Linked DNA regions of Mus musculus: regions 1 and 2 are each linked to region 3. A link is a contact called in public HiChIP or PLAC-seq and promoter capture Hi-C data. All regions are on one chromosome and are shown on one strand. Each heading gives the region's core, a stretch centred on a gene start, on an enhancer-like site or on the middle of the called end of the contact. The rest is flanking DNA. Distances are from core to core; before and after follow the strand shown. Region 1 holds the start of Casp4 (caspase 4, apoptosis-related cysteine peptidase). Region 2 overlaps Cwf19l2 (CWF19-like 2, cell cycle control (S. pombe)). Region 3 holds the start of Aasdhppt (aminoadipate-semialdehyde dehydrogenase-phosphopantetheinyl transferase).

Region 1 (3,216 bases), core at 14-2,513, 1.0 Mb before region 3:
AAACTTTCATCCATTAAAAGACAGTGTCCCAGAGAAGATAGTGTGTAGAGCTAGTATCTGTTCTGGCAAGGTTGAAAGTTTCTTGAAAGTATCTGGTATAGACAGCAAGGTGGAGGGGCTGGGTGTTAGAAACAGGTTACTTTGGTCAAATGTGGGCAACAGCAGCAGAAAAGGCAATGATCAGACGCTTGTCGTTTTTAAAAGACTTTTGCAGAGAGATAAGGTAAAGTCGGTGTCTTGCATGTGAGAACAAGTTTACTCTGCCCAAAGGACATTGGACCTAAGCTGACAAATACAACTTTTTTGTTCATCCTCACGTACACATTTTAAGAATAAAGCTAAAAATATTATAAGATGCATTTGAACACTTGCTACCAAAATACCAAGTGATTTCTCAGTCCTGTGCCTTTTCAGCTTCTGAGTGTAAGAAGGGTATATGATTTGAAAGGAATGTTAAGGATAGAACAGAAGGCTAAGACCTGGAAAGGAAGACATGAGTCAAAACATTGTGACAGGAGTCCATGAATGAGTTACAACAGTGGTGATTTTAGCAGACGCAGAGATCTAGCAAGAAAAATGGAATCATTTAAAATGGAAGAAGAGAGTAACTCTATGCTTGGGAAATAGGTGGTGACTTCAAATATGTGCCAATCAGCATCTCAGAAAAATGTAACAGTCCTAGAGCTCATTACAGACTTCTAGAGTCCTAGAGCTCATTACAGACTTCTAGAGTCCTAGAGCTCATTACAGACTTCTAGAGTTCTAGAGCTCATTACAGACTTCTAGAGTCCTAGAGCTCATTACAGACTTCTAGAGTCCTAGAGCTCATTACAGACTTCTAGAGTCCTAGAGCTCATACAGACTTCTAGAGTTCTAGAGCTCATTACAGACTTCTAGAGTCCTAGAGCTCATACAGACTTCTAGAGTTGTTTTAATGTGTTATTCTGGCTTTACCCTCCTCTTTGATTTCCAAAAAGGAAACTGAGAGATGAAGTTCTTTGTGGCTCAAAGCTACATATATCTCAGCATGTCCACACTCCCAATAAACAGTCCTTTCCGGCAGTACAGTAATCAGGCTTTTATGCCACTGCTCTGCTCTGTCACCACTATTTTTTTTTTTTAATTCTCTGCTTTCGCAAAGTCTAAATTCTAGGACTCAAGTCAAAGCCCCTATTCAGGAAGAGCCCCCAGACTCACCAGCCATGAGAAAAAGCCTCAGTTCTTTCGCACCGTGAAGACAGCTTGACAGAGTAAAATGAAAGTTACTGGGCATTTCCTTAGCATAGGGAGGCGGGGACTTCCAGGAGATGTTGAAAGAGCTGCTCAGAAAGTATCAACTGCTGTGGGGAAATCCCCTGTAACTCATAAAACTGGCCTCCCTTTTCCTGAATTTTATCACTTCGTCATGGGAACAAACAAACACAACTAAAGCGGCTGCAAAAATAGAAAAAAAAAAAATTGAAGTTGTTTACCTTTGCATTTTCTCTATTCTTCAGGGCTCCAGTAAGACACAGTGCTGCTTATATTCTAGTCTGGCTTCTCAGTAACTCAACCTCTGCTTTCTAAAACATCAGTTCTAAGTCAATGAAATTTAACATATTCATTTCTACTGGAAAATTAAGCAATTGTTTCCTAATTCAAGGTACTACAGCCTTTCTATACATATTTCTACAGACTTCGTTTTTATTAGACATAGTTCAGAGCAATCCTTTTGTCCACCCTGGGTGCATTTCATTAATTGTGCAAGACAAATTTTTACTGAGAGTGATGATTACTACTACCTGTTCGTAGCCTCTTGAACAAATAGGGGCACTTGCACGGTGCAATATAATGAATGCATGATCACATGATCTGAGGAGAGAGGTATGTCAGGGGAATGGTTAGAGAAAGGGGAAAAGACAAATGCTGTGGTGTGTTCAACTTTGAGTCTTTGGGGAACGTTGGATTAAATAGGAAGGATTAGAAAGGCTCTTGTGAAAGTGTCCTTCTTCAGCTCCTCCTACAGTTAACAAATACTGCTGAGAGAATGGATAAAGTAATGCCACTATCGCCCATCTCCTCAGTGTCATACTTATCTGGTAATTGTTCCCTGGTTGTTGGTGGCACTGACTGTTTTATAGTCTCAATCAGAATGTGAAATTTTAAGGTTCATGGGCTAAGTCAATATTCTTTGATCCATGAATTTTTTAATCCATGAAGGATAATAGCACATAAAAATTGCTTTGTTCTGGTCCAGGCTTCCAGAGTAATAAGTAAACACTCCATTTTGAGATTCCATTTATTATTTTGGCTATAATGGTCCCAGTTATATTTTATATGTTTCTTCTTCTGAGCACTAAATTCTTGGAATTCAGAAACCTGTGGTGTCTATATGACTGTAGGAAAAGACAAGCAAATGATATTATAAAAGAAATAATGGCACTCAGCCAGTTCTGCATTTAAGAACCAAGTCTAAGAACTCTGCTGATGCTCTGGCTACTGAGGGATTCTGGGAGAGAGACAGTCTTTGGTGTATACCAGGCTCCAGTGGACACTCCATGGTTACACTGTGAATTCTGGTTAAACTCAGTGGGTCTCAAAAACAAACAAACAAAAAAAGATATAGGTGTTTGAATAGGAATTGTACAGAGGAGAATAATTGTAGGAATAGAAGAGTACTACAGAGTGTGTGAGGTTATAGTAATCAGAATGCATTTTACACATGTGTAAAATTTTTACAAATAAATACAATAATAAAGACATGAGTTACTCTTCTTGTGTTCTGTCTGAAAGTCAAGTCAAATAAAGGAAAATAAGGTCGCAACAGAAACAACAAACAGGATAGCCTTTCTGTTTTGTTTTATTTTAATATTTATTGCATCATCTAAGGAAGTATTGGCTTCTTATTGGCACGATTCTCAGCATAGGTACATAAGAATGAACTGGATTCCTATGAGAAAGAGAAATTACAAAAACATAAGCATTCTTCTGAGATCAGTGCACAACACTGTAATGCTGGTATATACACTCACAACAGAGAAGAGCCCAAGGCATGTGTAAGTGTTTATCTTACTAAGATAAAATATAGACATATAGAGCCTCTTAAAATTTTGTCTCATAGCAGCCAACCTGAGATAGGACCAACCACAAAATCTGAGAATATTAAGAAAACAAGCAGTCCCTTCAGTCTGTTCCTGATTTCTCTATATAATATACCAAATGTAGAAACTTGGATCA
Region 2 (3,515 bases), core at 270-2,769, 870 kb after region 3:
CAGTAATTATCTTCAAAGCATGCCACAGACTAAATGACTGATTGTTCTAAATAATCTGTGATAATTAAACATTACACTCTTCTCCAAGTGAAAACACATGGGGTCTTACCATATTCCCCATCATTTCTGCCTTGATAATCTTGGCCCCCAACTTGTTCTTTTCATCAACATTTAAGATATAGGTGGACTCTGCCTCTGGACTGAAGGAGAAACAGGACAGGGGACAAGCATAAGTCATAAAGCAACCTCATGCATTAGCTTAACTCACTTCAGCAAAACATTCAGCACTAATAGTAGGTCACAGTTCTAACACAAAAAATTTAAAATCAGCATTCTAGGGTGAACTACACTTCAACATTCTGTTAAGAACTCAAAAAATGAAAAAAAAAAAAAAGAACTCAAAAAATGGTCAATATAATACTGTTACAATAATAACTGAAAAGAGTCCCGATAATTTTAAAATAAATATATAAATTATATATATTGCTATTATATGTTAATGTTTTATATTATATTAATAATATTATTATATACTAGTATTTAAAAATGGCATTTTTGAATATTCAACCAGTGTAGTAGTACACACCTCAGGAGACCAAATTTAGCAGCTGTCATGAGATAGAAGCCTGTTTGAACTACATGGTGAAGAGGCCAATCTGGGCCATATTTAGAGACCCTGTTGCAGAAATAAACAAACGGAATCTATACACACTATAAGAAAGAAATAAAACAGCCAGGCAGTGGTGGTGCACACCTTTAAACTTAGCATTTGGGAGGCAGAGGCAGGTGGATTTCTGAGTTTGAGTTCCAGGACAGCCAGGGCTACACAGAGAAACTCTGTCTCAAAAAAAACAAAAAAAAAAAAAAAAAGGAAACAAAAGCACTAATACCACACTACAATTTTCTAAACTTGAGAAATTCTGTATTCCATATGACAAGTTATTGATCATCTTAGAGCTATAATCTTGAGAATATTTAGTTGCAGTCCAAAAGTAAAAGCAACAATTGTGCATTCTCTTATAAAACTGGCCCACGATTAATTAAAAACCAAAGTAATTTTGCTACATCCACTCCAGTGAAGTCTGCGTGACAGGTTTAGAAACCTGGAAGCAGTCCAGAGGCAGTGTTTCATGGAAACTTAGCCTCCTTGAACCCTGGCATTCCCATAGCACGTACACCCAAAACCTGTCCCCATGTTAGTCTGGTGTATAGATCCGTGTGCTCTCTTTCAGTATTGTTTTATTATAAGTGCCTTTAGGGATTGATTTTGATATATAGCTAAGCCTTTGCCAGTGTTCCAATGTCCTAGGAAGTCCTTGAAGCCGGCCATGAGCTTGGAATTCAGGAAAAATGTTATCTACTCAGTAACACTCAAATTTACTTCTAGTAGAGACAGTGAAACTAATTAGGCATTACAAAGAACAGAGCTAGAAAAGCTCAGGGCTAGTCTGCATAGTAATTACTTAGGACAATAGGCGAGTCACTCCCATACACAAGAAAACACAATGGCCTAGGAAATAGGTGGGTTGTAGTATTACCCATGAAAGGGTTAGTAGAACTGAATTCCCCTGGATCAGGTTTTTCACTAGGCCCAGAGGAATAGCATAATCAGGTATTTACTAAAGGACCTCTGGTGGTGGGTTTAACAATAGACTAGCATTGTATCAGAGCATTCACCTGGCTCCTGTGTTTAGCTGATCTTAATTAAGGGTTGTTCCTATTCTCAGTTGTAAACAAGGCCTGGCTCCCACTATCTTTTTATGTATGCATTTTCTTTGTTTTGTGTTAAGAATCAGTGTACCTTGATGAATGTATTCGCCTAGCTTTCTTGTTTGTCTTCTGTATTATAAGACTGGTGCTGGCTTTGAGAAAATACATTCAGATACACACTCTCTCTGTGTCCATGTCTGTTTGTCACTCTTTTCATCGCCAACTCCATGCCCACCTGTCCGGAACCCTAATTTTCCACAGATTGAGAGAGGCCGACTGGGGCTGGTCTATGGCATAATTTAAAATTGAGATCATGTGCAAATCTCAGAAAAAGCCTCATGTAAGAAAAAATTTCAGCCAACAACAGATAACCTACTTAAGAGTCAAAGCTACAAAACACAAGGGGAGGGGGGGACCTTGCAAGAGCCAGAAGGAGTCTAAAGCAAAGAATAGTAACAGTCCTACAAATCCAAAGATCTTGGTACAGAGTGCTAAAGAAAAGAACGCATATGATGAGAGAGTCCCTCAGGGCTGCCCTGGAATATTCGTCAAGGCAATACTTATAAAAAGAAAAACAAATTTACAGTTAATTAAAGAAATGTTCTGAGGTATTCTGGTAATATTGTCTACACAATAATTTGTCCCGAGCCGGGCGTGGTGGCGCACGCCTTTAATCCCAGCACTCGGGAGGCAGAGGCAGGCAGATTTCTGAGTTCGAGGCCAGCCTGGTCTACAAAGTGAGTTCCAGGACAGCCAGGGCTATAAAGAGAAACCCTGTCTCGAAAAACAAACAAACAATCCCCCCCCCGCAAAACAAACAAACAAAAAAATTGTCCCATTAGCCATAAATCATAATTGCATAAGTAAGAAAATATTGGGTAAAATGCTTAGGAAATAATACCCCATACAGTAAAATACTGCTCAGAACCCAAATCAGAAATGTTAAAATTAAGTAATAAATGACTTTCAACATTTCAGAACAAAAAACAAAAATAAATACATGACACATTTGACTCAAAATGTTCTTATGAAACTGATCAATTCATACCATGATTCATATCAATAAACAATGGGGAGAAAATGCAGCACTCATCAAGTAAATATCATAACATCTAGCACCCAAATATCAGATATGCAAGTAAGTAGAAAAGTAATTAAGAGAAAACTCATAATCAAGAGAAAACCCTTATCAAAATCAAAAGCCATCAGAACTGACAGATAGAAAAAAACAATCATATTTAGTTATTAGTACAAATGCATCCCATATATTCATAAAGAAATAACAAAGATATTAAAAAGATATTTTAGTCTTATAGTCAGGCTTGGTGGTTCACATCTGTACACAGGAGGCTAGGAGGATAGAGTATTCAAGGACAGGGTGGCCTCTGTCAATACAAAACCTTGTCTCGAAAGGTACTTCTACTCAGGAAAACTACAACCCAGATATTAAAAAAACTGACACTGAGTAATATTTTTAAAAGATTGGATTACTAAAAAAACTGTAGTAAAAGGCAGGTATTACTTATGGACATTTTCAATTAACAAAGAAGTTCTATAAATATATAAATGTGATATATGTAAAAGAATGAAAGATACACTGTGTCAATATTAGTCAAAGGAAAGTTGATGTATCTATGTTAATATGAGATAAATTACTATATAACAAAAGATGTTGTACCCTGGACAAAGAGGGTTATTTTATAAGAAAAATGGACTAAGCTATCAAAGAACACAAGAATCTCTACATACATGTACCTAATAAGGAAGCTTCACAAAGCAAAAACTGATAGTATTTCAACAGACTA
Region 3 (3,136 bases), core at 203-2,702:
TCTTTTGTCCTACTTGAACTGCTCTGGCCCACGTCACCACACTATCATCAAAAACACGGGGAAAGACACTATAACAGGATTCTTAGCTACATAGGATGAAAAACAGAACTTGAATTATTATAATTACTGATAAGGGTATTAGTGCTTGCTGTCTTTATTCATCCCCACATTGCTTACTGTAGCTTTTTCTGTGTGCTTCAGATACCTTGTCACATTATGAGGTCTTTGCAATATTCACATCTTAAATAGCACCTCACTCACTCTTTTAACAGATAAGGGGTTATATCAAGATAGCAATGTCTGTGTGTGAGTGACTCAAACTGCCATGTAGCTGCAGAAGACTCGAGGGGTGTGTAATATCACAAAAAATGTTAATGGGAATAAGTACAGATCAGACTATACCCATCTCTAGGAATACAGAACTAATGGACAGTGGTTGTGTAGATTAGATTATTGCTAGCTTTCCCAGATACTTTCTGGCCACCTTAGAAAGGTTGAATCAGCATGACACCTATCTACCATCATCCACGAAATCCACATTCATCTGCAGAGACCAACTTTTCCATGGACCCTAACTCGTCCTCGACTTTGTTCAAATGGATGTTCACAGAAGAGCACCGACATCCATCTACACAAGCAACCAAGGAAACAGAAATGCACTGGTGTGACGGCAGGAAGAACAGCATGAGGCATCAAGGTGCGCAGAACCCTTGAGGGGCACAGCAAAGCTTAGAGGGCTTGCACCACCGATTCTGTTCTCGGTTGGCCCGGGGTAGACAGGGAGGTCTGCGGAGGGCCCATTGGCAAACGAAGGGAAGGGTCACCTCCCTGCCGGCTGCCATATAGAACTCCCTGTGCAGAAGGCTCCTCGCTGCGGACCTTTCCTTTCCGGAGCGCTCACGAGATGCACCACAACCGAGAGTAGTAGGAGCCTTGCCTCCAACAGCCAGATTCAAGCCGGTCCAAGCCGGTCCAAGCCCACTCCTCCCTCAAACCGCACAGCTCACCCACCTGCAACTGCAGTCGGTGAAGTCTCCACCCAGGCCCAGCCTGTAAACTCCGGCTGCGATTGGCTTGTGCGACTGTCTCGTTAGCTCTTTCTCCAGAGTGAGCAGCTAAAACGGTTCTGAGAAACTCTGGTCCCGCCCTTTCCGAGGAGAGCGAGCTAAGCTCACAAGACGTCACGCCGTGCCGCAGAGCTCTGGGTTGACTCTGAATCTCCGCCCCAAACCGCCCTGCCGGCTTCCGTAGGAGACGTACAGGTTGGGGGCGAAGCTGCGTCAGGCCACGCCCCCACGCTCAACCCTGAACTAAAGGTGGGGGTGGGGGGGTCTGTGAAACTTCTAAGCCGGGCGTCCAGCTACTTCGCACAGACGCCTGAAAAGGGGTGGAGCCTGGTAACGTCTGTTGCGAGGTGCTGCCCCTTTGCGCAGACTCCGGAGCGACGGGGCGTGGCTACGTCAGCGTCTGCTCTACCTGGCTTGAGGATCAGCGGACCGAGCCGGTCGTATGGTGTTCCCCGCTAAGAGGCTGTGCGTGGTGCCATCCATGGAGGGCGTTCGTTGGGCATTCTCCTGCGGTACCTGGCTGCCAAGTCGAGCCGAATGGCTTCTGGCGATGCGGTCTATCCAGCCGGAGGAGAAGGAGCGCATCGGCAAGTTCGTGTTTGCCCGCGACGCCAAGGCAGCCTTGGTACTTGAGGCCTGCGACTTTTGGGAGGCGGGCCGGGCTGCGGACTCCCACGTGCGCTCGTGGCGTTGCGGTCTCGGAGCCTCCGGAGTGCGTGCGACCGTCTTCAGCCTTCGTATCCCGGAGGCCTGGGTCACTCACATCTAGTCTTCCCTTGTGAGGTTGCCTGTGGAGACCCTTACCCTAAAATTGGAGGCGGGGCCTATGGAGTAATCGTCTGTTTACTAATGAATGTGTTTATACTTTGAAACTTAGAAGCCATAAATATACTTTCTAAGCAGTGTACTTATGCGATTAGTAGATAGCAATACACACCGTGTGTTTTATGTCTGAACAGGCTGGTCGTTTGATGATAAGGAAATTAGTTGCAGAGAAATTGAATATCCCTTGGGATCATATCCGTCTGCAGAGAACTTCAAAGGGAAAGCCGGTTCTTGCGAAAGACTCGTTGAATCCATATCCCAATTTCAACTTTAACATCTCTCACCAAGGGGACTATGCAGTTCTTGCTGCAGAACCTGAGGTACAGGTTGGCATTGATATCATGAAGACTAGTTTTCCAGGTGATGGTTCACTTTTATGACATATTAAGTGTTTTATGTCTCAGATCTTAACTATTAGGCAGTTGTAAGTTTACTGGCAGTACTTAATTTACTGATAAAACATTTAACCAAAAAGGATGCATTTCCTTTAACTTTTATCTATAGAGACAGTAGATTCTATATTACTGTACCTTTTAACCCCTTTAAATTGTTAGCTACATTTTCTTTAGGTATCATCATTTTTCTAAGTATTTTTGTTTTTTTCTTGTTACAAAATAAGCGAGGCTGAATTACAAAGATGAGCTTCTTTAAGCTCATTGTTCTGAGTTCAAGGAAACCCTTGAGGACTGGGATAATAAGTTTATTAATGAAGGTGGTACCCGCTATGGCCTTGCAGTGCTCTTGTATTGGCAATTAAGCTTCAGCATGAATTTTTAAGAAGCCTTTTTGAAGCACAGCTCCAATGAAAGGACTTAATGGTATTGTTGAAGGCTTGTTCTAAAGTAACTGCTACTGTAGAGGAGTCAGGCTTATTTTTGTGAATAGTCCACATGGGTTTGTAGCTCTGGGGAAGCTTCATAGGAGCTTTTTCTGTAACTAGAAGTTAGTGGAGAGGCCATTAGACACTTAGAAAAAAGATAGATAGCACAGTTAGTGCCTATCTGGAAATAAACAGATTTTACAACCCATTTTGTGAGGGGTTGACTGTGGTCAGTACTGAATAAGGAAGTCATTATTAATTGACGTTTTAAATAGTAGGAAAGTATTAAGCAGATATTGAAGATTCTGTCTCTTGTTAATACTTTATTAATCCTTTGACACCCATCAATTTTGATTATAACCGTTTCCTTTTATAGTTTAACTGGCTCAAAGCTTATTATGTTCCAATAACACAGAGGAAGAGA

Evidence for each region. HiChIP or PLAC-seq counts read pairs in DNA pulled down with a chosen protein or histone mark. Capture Hi-C pulls out chosen DNA fragments and counts their contacts.
Region 1: a promoter capture Hi-C map of adipose tissue shows a contact between it and region 3, with 2.0 times the contacts expected there. The contact joins the promoter of Casp4 here to the promoter of Aasdhppt in region 3. A contact is called at or near these places in 3 of 39 promoter capture datasets (the 3T3-L1 cell line, hematopoietic stem and progenitor cells and pre-B cells) and 2 of 9 other capture datasets (adipose tissue and liver).
Region 2: a contact with region 3 is called in an H3K27ac HiChIP or PLAC-seq map of embryonic stem cells, with 6 times the contacts expected there. The contact joins the enhancer-like site here to the promoter of Aasdhppt in region 3. A contact is called at or near these places in 11 of 39 promoter capture datasets (the 3T3-L1 cell line, the C10 cell line, the HPC-7 cell line and 5 more), 1 of 484 Hi-C or Micro-C datasets (embryonic stem cells), 11 of 115 datasets of contacts at active chromatin or transcription factors (the 230-238 cell line, bone marrow-derived dendritic cells, embryonic fibroblasts and 4 more) and 1 of 9 other capture datasets (liver).

What each region holds. Positions count from the first base shown.
Region 1 is chr9:5,306,896-5,310,111 of GRCm38.p6, reverse strand. Casp4 (caspase 4, apoptosis-related cysteine peptidase) reads right to left here and starts at 1,263. Exons shown (of 9, transcript NM_007609.3): 1 at 1,198-1,263. The coding sequence starts at 1,204. It overlaps Casp1 (caspase 1), which reads right to left. Exons shown (of 10, transcript NM_009807.2): 10 at 2,831-2,929.
Region 2 is chr9:3,437,740-3,441,254 of GRCm38.p6, reverse strand. Cwf19l2 (CWF19-like 2, cell cycle control (S. pombe)) reads right to left here. Exons shown (of 18, transcript NM_027545.2): 9 at 110-200. Among named protein-coding and RNA genes, the nearest start is that of Cwf19l2, 35 kb to the right of the region's middle. Within about 2 kb of position 1,519, at least 12 of the 459 cell types and tissues checked have an H3K27ac peak or open chromatin away from gene starts, as enhancers often do. A contact at or near this core is called in embryonic stem cells and stem cell-derived epiblast-like cells, where this site is marked.
Region 3 is chr9:4,307,810-4,310,945 of GRCm38.p6, reverse strand. Aasdhppt (aminoadipate-semialdehyde dehydrogenase-phosphopantetheinyl transferase) reads left to right here and starts at 1,452. Exons shown (of 6, transcript NM_026276.3): 1 at 1,452-1,692; 2 at 2,027-2,252. The coding sequence starts at 1,510. Kbtbd3 (kelch repeat and BTB (POZ) domain containing 3) reads right to left here and starts at 1,203. Exons shown (of 3, transcript NM_001164574.1): 1 at 1,012-1,203.